Linked DNA regions of Zea mays: region 1 is linked to region 2. A link is a contact called in public Hi-C data. All regions are on one chromosome and are shown on one strand. Each heading gives the region's core, a stretch centred on a gene start, on an enhancer-like site or on the middle of the called end of the contact. The rest is flanking DNA. Distances are from core to core; before and after follow the strand shown. Region 1 holds the start of LOC100275866 (F-box/kelch-repeat protein). Region 2 holds the start of LOC103651274 (transcription factor LATE FLOWERING).

What was found. Hi-C and Micro-C count contacts between places; a contact is called where the count stands out from the background.
Region 1: a contact with region 2 is called in a Hi-C map of leaf, with 2.6 times the contacts expected there. The contact joins the promoter of LOC100275866 here to the promoter of LOC103651274 in region 2. A contact is called at or near these places in 3 of 25 Hi-C or Micro-C datasets (bundle sheath and leaf).

What each region holds. Positions count from the first base shown.
Region 1 is chr3:210,350,048-210,356,560 of Zm-B73-REFERENCE-NAM-5.0, forward strand. It overlaps LOC100275866 (F-box/kelch-repeat protein), which reads left to right and starts at 2,960. Exons shown (of 1, transcript NM_001149835.2): 1 at 2,960-4,448. The coding sequence starts at 3,014. The coding sequence ends at 4,264.
Region 2 is chr3:209,801,905-209,808,538 of Zm-B73-REFERENCE-NAM-5.0, forward strand. LOC103651274 (transcription factor LATE FLOWERING) reads left to right here and starts at 1,491. Exons shown (of 3, transcript XM_008676899.4): 1 at 1,491-1,759; 2 at 1,877-2,043; 3 at 2,481-4,104. The coding sequence starts at 2,605. The coding sequence ends at 3,873.

The sequences.
Region 1 (6,513 bases), core at 1,710-4,209, 550 kb after region 2:
AGTGGAGGCACTCCAGTTCGAGCGTAAAATGCTTTAGTATTTAGCGTAAAACTCCTCGATTTTGGCCAAAATACCGAACCAACGTGAGAGACGTTGACAACTCTGATACGTTGTATTTATGATCGTAAAAGTCCTACAGTTTAAGTATAAAATAGTGTTATCTACAGCGTAAACGTTGATTCAATCCCAACATGTCCATGCAGCCACCATAAATAAAGGATTTGATTAGAGGAGTTGATTATGGGATTTGATTTTTATGGTAGTTACATATACCATAAATTAAAAGGTTTCCTTTTTCACTGTGCACGCGAAAAATATGCATACGAGATATTGGTGGCGCACCCCAGATTTACGTAAAATCCTTTAATTTTTAGCGTAAATATCCTCAGTTTTGATCGTAAAAATAGAGCCAAAGTCAGAGATGCTGATAACTCAGATGTGTTGTATTTATGATCATAAAAATTATTAAGTTTGCGCGTAAAATAATGGCAGATATAGCGTAAATGTTATTCTCGTAGAAATATCAAAGCCACGAGAGAGACGATATATTAATCATCATAAAATCCTCAAATGGAATGAATAAAAATTGCAGTGGCCAGCATAAAAATATCATGGAATGCATAACACATGGATCAGATGAGGTCGTCGGAGGAGGATGCCCCAAAGCCGCCGGATTGAAGGAGGTCCTCGTCGGACGATCCACGCTGTCGCAGCAGCGTCCGGCTCGTAGGAGCTCAAAGAATAGTTGGAGGTAGGAGGGCCTCGTCGTTACACGCACATCAAGGGGGTGTCACTGCGCGTGCACACCTCTAGTTGTTGCTGCCCGTGCTCCTTTTATATTCACCTTTTTATTATAGGCCTCAGTAACTATGACATTGTCCCTCTTGATCTCCCTCATAGCCATCGTCACTAGGAGTTCGACGATGCAGTTCATTATCTCTAATATTATTCATACTATACTACTATATAAATTATCAATCAAAACCTAGATCCTAAGCGATGAACGTTTTTAAGGCTATGTTTGGGACCCATAGAGCTCATAATTAGTCATCTAAGAGCAACTCTAAGGTAGCGTTTGGTTCTCGAGTATGGTGGAATGGAGCCGCTCTGTTCTCATTTTGTTGTTGTTTAGATTGGTTTCATATAGGATGGAGTGGTTTTAAAAATGAAAAATTATGCTCAAACGTTGAACCATTTGGCTCCTTATAATCTCTCGGACGGACCCGTTCCTCTAGGGACAAAGCCGTTCTATCCAAGTGGCTCCGGAACCAAATACTACCTAAAAGAACACTACAAATTTATTCCCCAAAATGCTTTATTAGGGTTGTTGTTAAAAAACTTAAAAAGAAATATTTTTTGAAAAACCTAGCGTGGCCTACAACGAACACTAATTGGGGCGGTTCCTCGCGTCCGTGAGCTGGTGCATTAGGCGAGAAGCCAATAACTGCACGCGTGCTGAGGCGATTAGGGTGGGATTGGCGAGTGGCGACGCTCAAATTTGCGAGACGGCAGCTAGCGGATACGGGGCAGGGATAATATGGGGGAGAAGAAGAAGGAGCTGTCGGAGAGCTTAAAATGTGATTTTTTTTTTCTCTCGCTAAAAACAGTTTTGTGATTGGTTTAGGGACTTCTTGAGATGCTTTAATAAATTATTAGTTAAGTTGAGTCAACTAATAAATTAATTGTTAGCTATGAAGTAGCTAATAATTAATTACGGTATTAGCTGACGATGTTTAAAACCTAACAACTAATTTTTATTGGCTAACTATTAGTTTTATAATTTCCGGTCTAAGAGCATCTCTAAGAGAGCCCAAAAACCCATCCTGATCCTTATTTTAGGATAAAAAGAAAAAAAATGATCCCAACAGTACCCTTTCAAGCATCCCTAAACCACCGCAGGCGAATAAATCCATGTATATGGCGCAAAACTTCGCCGTCGCCCGAGCTCCCTATAGAGCCTCGTACGTTGTTCCTGCGTCTGTTTCAGCATTTGGCGCCAGCCTGTGTCGAAGCCACAAGCGAGTTCGCGTGTTCACCAAGTCAACAAGCCATCGTCAGCATTGGTTTCTGTCCGCGGCCGCCACTCCGAAATCCACCGTTGATCTTTACGACAGGATTCTTGTGCATGCACGACGACGTCCGCACAACGTTTGGGGGCAGCATAGAGAGGTTTGAGATGGCAGCTACATACATCATTTGTGAGCCTTTATGGATTTAAATTTTGAGAAAATCTTGGGATCTTTTGGAGACGGTACCCATAGAATGAAATTAAGAGATATTGGGAGATCCTTATTCTCTTGTACGGGGAGATTAATTTTTGGGTTCTGTTGGAGATGCTCTAGAGCTCGCTGCGGACGAACGATCCAAGGGTCTGTTTGGTTAAGCTTTTTTCTGACCAGCTTTTCTGAAAATCTGGTTGTGGGGAGAATCTAAGTATCATTACGATTACGTGTGGAGTAAGATAAAATTATTCATAGGGTCCAGGATTTAGAAATTGATGAATTTCTACTATTACAACGACTCAACCGATTATGTGTTTATGTTGATTTTGGATAATTTTTGCCTCAACGAATTTTATAGAAGTTAGCTGAAAAGTTGAACGTTTAGCAGTCCGCAGAGCTAGCAGAAGCCGAAACAAACCGTGCCGAAGGCTCCGCTCCATTTGAGAATTCTATATACGTAGTAAAACGATAAGCCTTACGTCGCTTTTGTTCGAACGGACTAGCGATGTCTGCTTATTTGGCCCCTCGCACATCTCGACAGCTTTGCCCCTGCCGCCATGCCCTGCCCACCCTATCTCTGTACTACACTATCACCATTTCCATTTCATTGACCCCGGCGGCACGCGGCACCGGCACCGCTCGTGGTTTTCCAAAGCTGGCGCCCCCGCCGGCCCACTCCCACCCCCACGGCCCCACTCCGCTCTATTTATCCTTGGCCATCAGATCAGATCATCACAGCAACACAGCCCACTTGTGAGCTGTCTCCTAGCGAATCCTTGCGGGGGAAAGGAATGGGCGTCAGCGCTCGAGCTCACCATCCGAAGCACCGGTGCCACCAGGAGACGTGCGTGCCCGACGGCGCGTCGCTCGCGGCGATGTACCTCTACGGCGACGTGCTCGAGTCCGTGGTGGAGCGGGTGCCGGTGGCCGACCTCGCCGCCGCGGCGCGGGTCTCGCGGGAGTGGCTCCGCGCGGTGCGCGCCGCGCTGCGCCGCCGCCCGCTGCGGCTGCCCTGGCTCGTCGTGCACCTCCAGGGCCGCGGGGGCCTCCGGTGCGCCGCGGCGTACGACCCGTGCTCGGGCGCCTGGCTCGCCGTGCCGGCGCCGCGCCACGCCACGCCGTCGCACGTCCGCCTCCTGCGCGGCGCGCGCGGGGACCGCGTCTGCGCGCTCTCGCTCTCGGGGCTCGCCGTCGCGGCCGATCCGCTCGGCACGGCCGGATGCGTCGCGTTGGATGCCCCCGGCGTGTGGCGCATCGACCCGGTGTTGGCCGCGGTGGGCGACCGCGTCGTCGCGCTCGGCGGCGCGTGCCGGCTGGCGCTGGCCGAGGGCGGCAACGCCGCCGCGGTCGAGGTCCACGAGGATGGCGGGTGGACCGCCTGCGATCCGATGCCGGACGCGCTCAGGGACTCAGCCGCCGCGACGTGGCTCTCCACGGCCGCCACGGACCAGCGGGTGTACCTCGTGGAGAGGACCACCGGGTGGGCGAGCTGGTTCGACCCGGCGAACCGGCGGTGGGGCCCCACCCGTCGTCTCGGCCCCGACGCCGCCGTTACCACGTGGGGCGTCGCGCCCGGCCGCGCCGGCGCCGAGGACCGCCTCCTTCTGTTCGGGGCTAAGCGGGCAGACAAGGAGGCAGAGTGCACGGTCGTCGTCCAGGCATGGGAGGTGGACGGCGACACTCTGGAACAGAGCCCCTCCGCATCCAGCGATGCGATGCCGCCGGAGCTGTCCGAGAGGCTGTTTCGTCGTGACGACACTGATGACGACGACGACGAAGAGGAACTGGACGACATGACGTTGTCGATCGGGGTGTGCGGCAACGCCGCGGGCGGGTACGTGTACAATGCGGCCGAGCCGGCGAACGGCGCGGTGCTCTACGAGCTGTGGGAGGAGGGGAACGCCATCGCCGTGGCCCGGTGGGACTGGGTGCCCTGCGCACCAGCTGTGCAGGCCCAGCCGCTGGGCCGTGCCATCCTGGGCTGCTCGCCGGTGGGGCTGGATGAGCTGGCGTTGGCCGTTGCTGCAAGGGGCCCACGCTGAACTCACGGCGGCGACACACCAAATCAAGTGGAGCAACCGCTGTTTGCCACTTGCAAGTCAAGTCGTGAAAGACAAAAAGATATTCTTGTATGGTGTGCCACTCTTGCTGTTTGGTTAGCTTTAATCCGAAACGTTTCTATTCCAGTAGCATTTTATCTTTATAAATTACAGCTTCAGCGGTCGCAACAGCTAGATTTTGTAAATCATCATTTGATAGCGAGGACCGCTCTTTCCTCAAAGTTGCATCGTTTGCGTGTACAAATGTCAATGGGTGGGTCTCCCCGCAAGGAATTTTTGACGAGTATGGAGGCACAGCCCCACAGAGAGCTTAACGAAGATGAATCTTCCCCTGTCGGGTCTGTTGGGTCCGCGGACGGGGGAGCACTCTCCATACCCGCTCCATAGAACCCTGTTTGGATCACATAATGACATGAATCTGCCCATCCATCTTTCATAACCTTATCCATTCAGCCATAGACAACTATCTCTTTCCCGCCTCACTATCCTTCAAGCACCGCCGGTCCGTGGCCCGCCGCCCACCCGTCCCTATCTCGCAAATGCCGCCTCTCCCGCTCCGAAATTTTTCGTTCGTTTTTTAAGTTCGGTTTTTAAATAATGATTATTGAAAACTATGTTACCACGGATCACCAGATCCACTCTTTTTCCTTCCGTCATCAGATTAGGTGTTGAGAAGTTGTAGATCTCGTTTCCCTTTATAGGAGCACGACAGATTAAACACATTAGACACGATGTAGGGTTGGGTCTCTGGCCTCTTTATGTTTTCTATATTATGGGAGGGATACAAGATTCTTTATATAAAGACGTAAGACCCCTCAAGGGCAAAGTCGGTATTTGCCCACATAACTCTAACTAGGGTTACATAACACTCTCCCTTGAGCAAATAGCGCGACCAACACATGCCTCGTTAAAACTCTCAGAAACCTAGTGGAAAAATATGGAGAAAGAGTACATGGTGACGCAAAATGCATTTGCACTTTGTTGCCTCATTAGAAACCTTATGTGAGAAAACTTCAGGGAAACTCACCAAGGATAAAAAGAGTACAACAACTGTCATGAGGACAAATTTCAATCTTCTGGATCTGGACTGCATCGAATCTTCTACAAGGGCTAACTTTAGAAATGTGTTCCCCTGATCTTTGCAAAAATGTCTCAATATGACAAAACATATCCTTCTGGAAGCATATGCATATAGAGATTTAGCAAACGAATTGCATATTGTTGCAAGGATTATATCAGGAACCTCACCTTAACTCACTTCTAGGATACACGAGGTAAATTCACGTATCAATATAAATAAGCCACTTTGACGTGTGGTGTTCGATCGACTGGATCTACATATTTGATAGAAACTTCCATAAAGTTCACGTATTGATCATCAAGTTGACGCATTCGGAGCATAGAATATGACATTCATTGTCTCACAATTGTGATCAATATAAACATTCACTCCCTTGATGATGACATCTGTCAAAGTCATTATCCCTCATAATTCAAGCATATTCTTCAAGTTATGTACGTGTATTCATCTGAAGTAATGAGGATGGATGAGGTTGGGGTGCTATTATTTTCTATCTTCTTACACCGTAATGTATACATAGTTGTACAAAGCAAATAAATGTGTCCTTCTAGAGAATTTAAGGGATAATACAGTTGTAATAATACATATTTTAGATATGACTCATCGCTCCAGGTGTACATTCATTATAACTTATATGATGGTGTAACATAAGTCCATCAAGGATCATAATCCATCAGGGATTCTTCATCGATCAGATACATTGTTATAGTCTATCATTCTGGCACAATGAGAATATTTTGTCAGTAACACTTAAACCTTCTAGGTTTCTGCCATCAGGGCTTTTAAGGAAACCACAATTCCATATATGGTGGAATACACAAGTGTACATGCACTCGGTAAAAACTCGTGACATGCACATGTGTTTATCAAAGCAAACTTCAGGTCCTTTGGTTCCTCGTTTTATTCCTTTTCGGGTCTATATGAGTCTTTATCCTTTTATAGGGATTATCAAACTTTGGTGTTTAACACAGACTTTATTTCTTCTGAAAAGGTTCCATGAAGGAACTATAATCTCATCTAGGAGATATTCTCTACATAAGAGAGTGTTCATTCATCAGGAATGTATTATTCAGTATGAGATTTATATGTTGCATATTTATAATTCAAAACATGAGTCCTAGGATCTAATGACGAATCTTCCGAATTTTTT
Region 2 (6,634 bases), core at 241-2,740:
CCTATCTTATTTGAACCAGCGGTGCGGTGCGGTGCGGGGAACAGACTAATGCAGTATATGTGCAGCATTAAACCATGAAGAATCGCGCTGTTAAGGAAATTCAATTAGCGTCCACTTCATCATCAGCAGCAGCAGCCTGCTGTAGCTCTTCCTTGTCCTCTTGCGGCTCTGCACTCGGATCTGACCAGTACTCTGAAGAAAAAAGTTTTCACGCCGACTGTTGATGCAGTCGTCCATTATTTTCAGTGAAACTGTGTTGCTTTGTTGCTGCCTCTTCTGCCGGGTACGTACACCGGCGCAGAGACGCAGACGTGCAGTGAACATGTCATTAGGCCAGCTCCGATCCGATACGACCTAGCTTAAAACATATTGTTTTATATTTTATTAGAAGAGAGAAAAGCTAGATTTTTTTCAAAATAAGCCTATTCCAATACTTAAAAAAAACTGTTTCAGAGACAGTAACTACACGCTGGGTTGCCTGGGCCGCAGCAAGGGGAGGGGATCATGCATGCTTGCACGTCCAGAATTACGAAGCTACAAACTTCCATCCATGCGATGCATCAGCGCAAGAGGGAGGCAGGGGCACGAGCAGCACCAAATGCAAGCATGCATGTGAAATCGTGAAGCGAGCACAGGATACCTGCTGCTCGCCGTCGCCTCTGCTCGTGGCCTTGTTCCTCTCAGAAAATGGGCAAAAAAAGGAAGAAGGAAAAAAAACTACAGAGGAGCTAGGGCGACCAGAAAGTTACTGCAGCCGTCAATTAATCTTTACGCCCCCTCTTCTGCCCGCTGCGGTGCCAAAGGCGAACAAAGCTGCTCGCAGAGCCCCCCACAGATCGCAGCCAGAGAAAGCTGTGGAAACCTTTTTCCCGTGAAAAATCTCGTGCCCCTTTGTATTCTGTACTCGCGAACTTCGGAGTGCATACACGCTAGCTGCTGATACATACTACTACTCTGTCAAGATCTTTTTTTTTCGTAAAATATAATAGTACTTATCATTGCCGATCTATATAGTTCTTCATTCATGTGACATGGACGATGAGCAGGCTAGCTGTTCTAGTTTAGGCTTTAGAGAAACAAAAGAATTTTGAACATTCTTTGTGTTAACAGAATCTATAGCTAGCTCTGGACACGTGTAGCACGTAACAGTGGCGCGCGTATATATCGCTTAGCAGCTAGCTACTAGCTAGATAGATAGATAGATAGATACAAAAAGGACTAGTATAGATTTTGGGCAAGTATTTATGAGAGCGCGTCAGCTGTAGACGGACGCATGTTCATGTGCCGCCCACTCGGCGTCATCTTCCCCAACTGAACACAGTGCCGCACCATCTTTTTCCCAAAGGAAGATCTATTCTATCTCTTTTTTTATTTTTTTTTATTTTGCAAAAAAAAAAGAAACAGAGAGGCAGTTAATAAGTAGGCAGGGAAATGCCGAAACAGGCATAGCTATGTGCATCTATAAAAGAACCCCGTCCCCATATGCGGATGCGGCCATCAACAGGAGGACCATATCCCACACACGCATATGATCGGTGCGCTGTGTGTGTCGTCTCCACCCCCGCTTCTTCTCCTCTTCCTCCTCCCGCTGTCCGCTCTCGCATAAGCCAACTCGAACCAGCGAAGGCTAGCTAGCGCTTCCGCCAAGCCTGCAGGCCACGCCGGCCGGAACCGATTGCTCTGATTGATTGGTCAATCAGTCATCAGGCCGCAATCGTATAGCTCATCAGCTGAGCGAAGACACTGCTGCTAGCTGCAGGTACTATGCCTACTGCACACGCCTCGATCTGCAGTCTCTGTGGTGGTGGCGTGCTAGCTAGACTAGTAGTATTATTCCAGCATACTAACTCATGCCCAATGTCGTCGTTGGACACAGGGCGGGCGAGAGCTCATCTCCACCGGCCGGCCGTCGGCGGCTCAGCGCTTTGCAGGGGCGGCGCGCGCGCTCCGGCCGACGGCGAAGCGAAGCGAATTAAGCGGCCGAGAGGCGGGTTGTTGTTGTCCCATCGTTAGCCATCAATCATCGTGTGATTGATAGGGAAGGTATGAGCACACAACAGATCCTGCTCCATAATTAGCACACGTACGTGATTTCATGCATCCGAATCCAATCATCCCGTCCGGTCCGCCCGGCCGGCTGGAAGAATTTAACTACTTGAACAGTATAAAAAAAACATTTGCTTATCATAAAATTAAGAAGAGGGCCTCTAGCTCACATTAAGCATATATATGTATTTACTCCAGTCTCATTGTTTGGTGTGGAGGAAGAAAAAAAAGAAGGCATGTATACAGTTGTAGTTATGCGGTTCGACACATCTCCTTCCCCCGCGTCCTTGTCCGTCCATCAATGCCATGGCCGTGTGTGACTGTTTCCTGACGTTCATTCCACAGCCCGATTTGGATTCCCTCTCCGACGTAGATGGATGCCGCTAGTGTTGATTTCCTACGTATGGCCAAGGATTCGTCTAAAGCTCCAAAAGCTTCCTCTTTCGTGCAGCGTACGTGCGTCCTCCCAGAATCCCTGCGCCAGTCGTTTCGGCGGTTCAGCTTCCGTTCCTGCTGGTTCCTTCCTTGTTGCATCGGCGGCGGCGGCGCGCGGCGGCGATGGACGCTACCTTTGGCTGCTGGGCCGGCGCCGGCCACCATGTTGACGAGTACTTGTCGCGCCAGGCTGCTGGATGCGGTCGGCTCGACATGGTGGACGAGGCCTTCCTCGGGGCGTGCTTTGGCCAGCTCCAGTGCGACGGGGCCCTTACTACTGCCGCCGGTGGCGTCGACGCCGGGGCGTGCCAGCTGGTGAGCTCGAATGCGGGTGCCGTCCAAGGCGGCGCCGGTATGGACGGTGACCCGCTCGCGTTCTTGAGCGCGGGGACGGGGGACGTCTTCGACGCGGGCCTTCTCGACGCGGCGCTCGCGTTCACCAGGGAGCTCGGCGTCGGCGTCGTCGGCGACGGCGGGGCCGCGTCGAACGGCGCCTTGCTCTCCAGCTACGATAGCGGCACCACCGGCGGCAACATATCCTCAGGGGAGTCAAACAACTACAGCGGCGGCGGCGGCGGCCATGACGCCGAGGTGGTGTCACCGACCACGGCGCCGCCGCCGCCGTTGACGTTTACCCACCACGCGTCGTCCAACTCCCAGGCCCAGCAGGCGGCGCACCACGCCAAAAGGAAGGTGACCGATGAGTACCCGGCGACAACGACAACGACAACCGCAGCACCGCCACCGGCGTTCCCGCTGCCCGGCGGCGGCGGCGGCGCGAAGCGGCGTGCAGCGACGAGCATCAGCTTCGGCGGCGGCCACGTCCCCAGCTGCGGCGCGGCCGCGGCCGGGTACGAGCCGGACATGGAGGCGATGGCGCAGGTGAAGGAGATGATCTACCGCGCGGCGGCCATGCGGCCCGTGAACCTCGGGCCCGAGGCCGTCGGCGCGGCGGGGGCGGGCGCGGAGAGGCCCCGGCGGAAGAACGTGCGCATCTCGAGCGACCCGCAGACGGTGGCGGCGCGGCTGCGGCGCGAGCGCGTGAGCGAGCGCCTGCGCGTGCTGCAGAAGCTGGTCCCGGGGGGCAGCAAGATGGACACGGCGTCCATGCTCGACGAGGCGGCCAGCTACCTCAAGTTCCTCAAGTCCCAGGTCCAGGCGCTGGAAACCCTAGGCACGACGACGGCGACCAACGCCAACAGCAGCGCGAGCGCCACCACCAGCAGGAGCAGCGCGGCGAGCAGGTCGCCGCAGTACAACTATTACGGCGGCGGCGGCAATAATAATAATCCTGCCGGCTTTCTTGGATTCAGTAACGTTATTTCTCCGGCTGGGTATGTAAATCCGGGTGGATCGTCGTCGAATACTGGCAGCAACAAACTGCTGTTTTAGTGACTGTTCTTGTGTGATTGTTGTTTGTCGTCCGGAGCGGACGATGCACATACACATGCATGCATGCATGTTGCTGTTTCACATACGGCCGGCGTACGTAGCGATGATGATGTGATCGTCTACCATGTGAGTACCGAGTGTACTTACTACATAGTAGTAGTACTCTATAGCACGGTGTTTAAGGTTGTAGCTACGCATATGTATGTGCAAATTAAGTTGGGATTCGGCGCACTACTGTTGATCAAGTGATCGAGATGCTGCAGCTGTACTAGTACAACTGTAGTAGATAGTGAGTGAGACACAGACTGCATGCAGAAGCAGAACGAGGGAAAACGGTGACGATGATGACTGAACTGGCAGAGAAAAAGAAAATGTAGACAGTATAGTGTTTCTTGCAATACCTAATAATTAATCGATGATCCAAATGTAGTGTAGAAACAGACTGCTAGCTGTTAATTAGTATTCTCTCTATTCTTTCTTTATTTGTCGTGGGCGAAAAATATTTGAGAACGGATGCAGTAGTTCTTTACATGTTGTCCGCTGCTAAATGCATGCTGACCATCGGTGCTATTCGCAAAGCCACATCCTTGTTTACATGGAAGCTGCACATTTCGAATTTTCCTTGTTGCCTACACAGAACACAGTAGGAGTACTACTGCTACTACTTTGTACACACATGCAGCTCATCAGTCGTCACAAACTCGATCGATCGGTGTGTGGTGCCTGGTCTGGCCGCCTAGGGGTGCGAGAGACCGAAAACAAGAGCCGATTATATTGGACCGTGCATTTCCTGGACACGCACGACATGAGGCTGCCAATCCTTGCTAGTAGTATAGTAGCTAGCGAGATCTATATAGTATGTATTCTGCTTCTACTTTTGTGCATGATTGACCACTTTTTTCGCGTCCAACCCAACGAAATATCTTTTCCTAGCTATAGTAGCTGGACGCAAAAAGGGATGGGGGAGATACGCAAAGGTAGGTAGGCAGGCGCCTAGGCCTAGCTAGCTAGCTATCCCCGGCCGGAGAGCTTTTTTTTTTGCTCATCAACAACAAAGGCGCGAGAGATGCTATATCTATCGATATATCTATCTATCTAGCAGAGCAGCGAAATCCATATCTCTCGTACGTCTTTTTATCCTGGAGTATCGATCTCTCTATCATCAGCCGATGCATGCTGGGCCGTCGTCTTCTATCTGATCAACAAAGCAAAGCACGTACGGGAATACGGGATTATATAATGCAAGACTGTTTGTTGGGTTTTAATCTATACCGCATTATATTGCTTCTATAATATTTTGTCTCTGTAAATCGTAGTCCGAATAGCTGGCTCGAACACCCTAGCATGGAAAGGGCCTTTCGCTGGCGAGATATCGTCCCACCTTTTTATCCTAGCGCTCGCCTCGTGCATGCATCTGATATGTGTATGTATATTAATTGGATCCACGCGGCGCCGGTCGGTCAGCGTGGCTACTGTCAAGTCGTCGTCGATCGATCGATCGATATATGCGTGCGTTTTGCAAAAGCTGTCTAGGAGCAGCCAGCAGGATGCATGAGGGAGAAGGAGAACCCTAGACGACACGATGGAGACGCACCACGCACACGCTAGCTCGCTAGCTAGTATAGTGGCGTTGAGGAATCATGGCACGTATGATTAAGTGCCCCAAGGCATAGCAGCGTTGCATGCACTGTACGTATGGGAGTTTGGGCACGTCCTTTACCTACTCAGCGCGGGGTCTTCTCTCCCTCATCGAGTTCTCCTCCTGCTGTACTGTACGTACAGTACGTCCCTCTCTCTCTCTCTCTCCTCTGTCGTTGCTGCTGCTGGCTCGCTACTCGTTCGTCCGTTCGTCTCAAAGAGTCACAGAGGGCCGCTGCCACTGCGCCATGAGAGAGCGTGCAGCTAGCTAGGAGGGAGAGGCCGAGAGGGAGAGAGAGAGAGTAGCACAGTGCAGCTTGCATCACGCATGCACTTTTACAGAGCGCTTTTGGGCTAATAGCCAGTACAGCCGAGCCGGTGGGTGGTGGAGGAACGGCATCGACCGACCGACGACCGGGGTACCCTCCCCCCCCCCCCCCCCCCCACCCCACCCCACGTCGTAGGGCCTATATATGCTATGCTGCGGTTGTTGGGCTGCCCGATGCCAAAAGACATTCCCTTTGGGGCTGACCCCCATGCATGCAAGCGTGGAAGCCCGCGCGCGCGCCCAACGACGACGGCACGGCAGGCAGAGGGCAGAGGGCCAGAGGCTGCCCTGCCGCGCCCCGCCCTGAATTCGTGTCGAGAACAATGCGAGGCGTGCGCCTTGAGAAGAACACCGGCCGGCTCCAAAAGGCGCGTGTGTGCGGCCCTCCTGCAGCGTGTTTGCTCCCCACATGCACGCACGCACGAATCCACTGCTAGGGATAGGGAGGAGGAGGACTGGCAGGCAGCAGCTCTGCAGCTGGTCACACCTCACACCTGCTGCATGCATGCACGCACGCACGGCGCTCTAGCCTCTAGCTCGCCCAGTCCACGACCCGGTAAATCGGAATTCGGAACGCCTACAATGAATGTTGGCTGCTACATGAGAGTGAAAGAGTATTTATACAACAAAGGTCACAAGCCGCAACCACCAGATGAAAATCATCTATTTCTATCGGTGAAGGTTGGCTATTCAGCTCTATCAGTTTATTATCACTAGCCCACAATAATTGAAACCGCATGTAAAAAGTAGAACCCATCGTAGGTTTAAAGCTTTTTCCTACTAATTCAAAGAGAG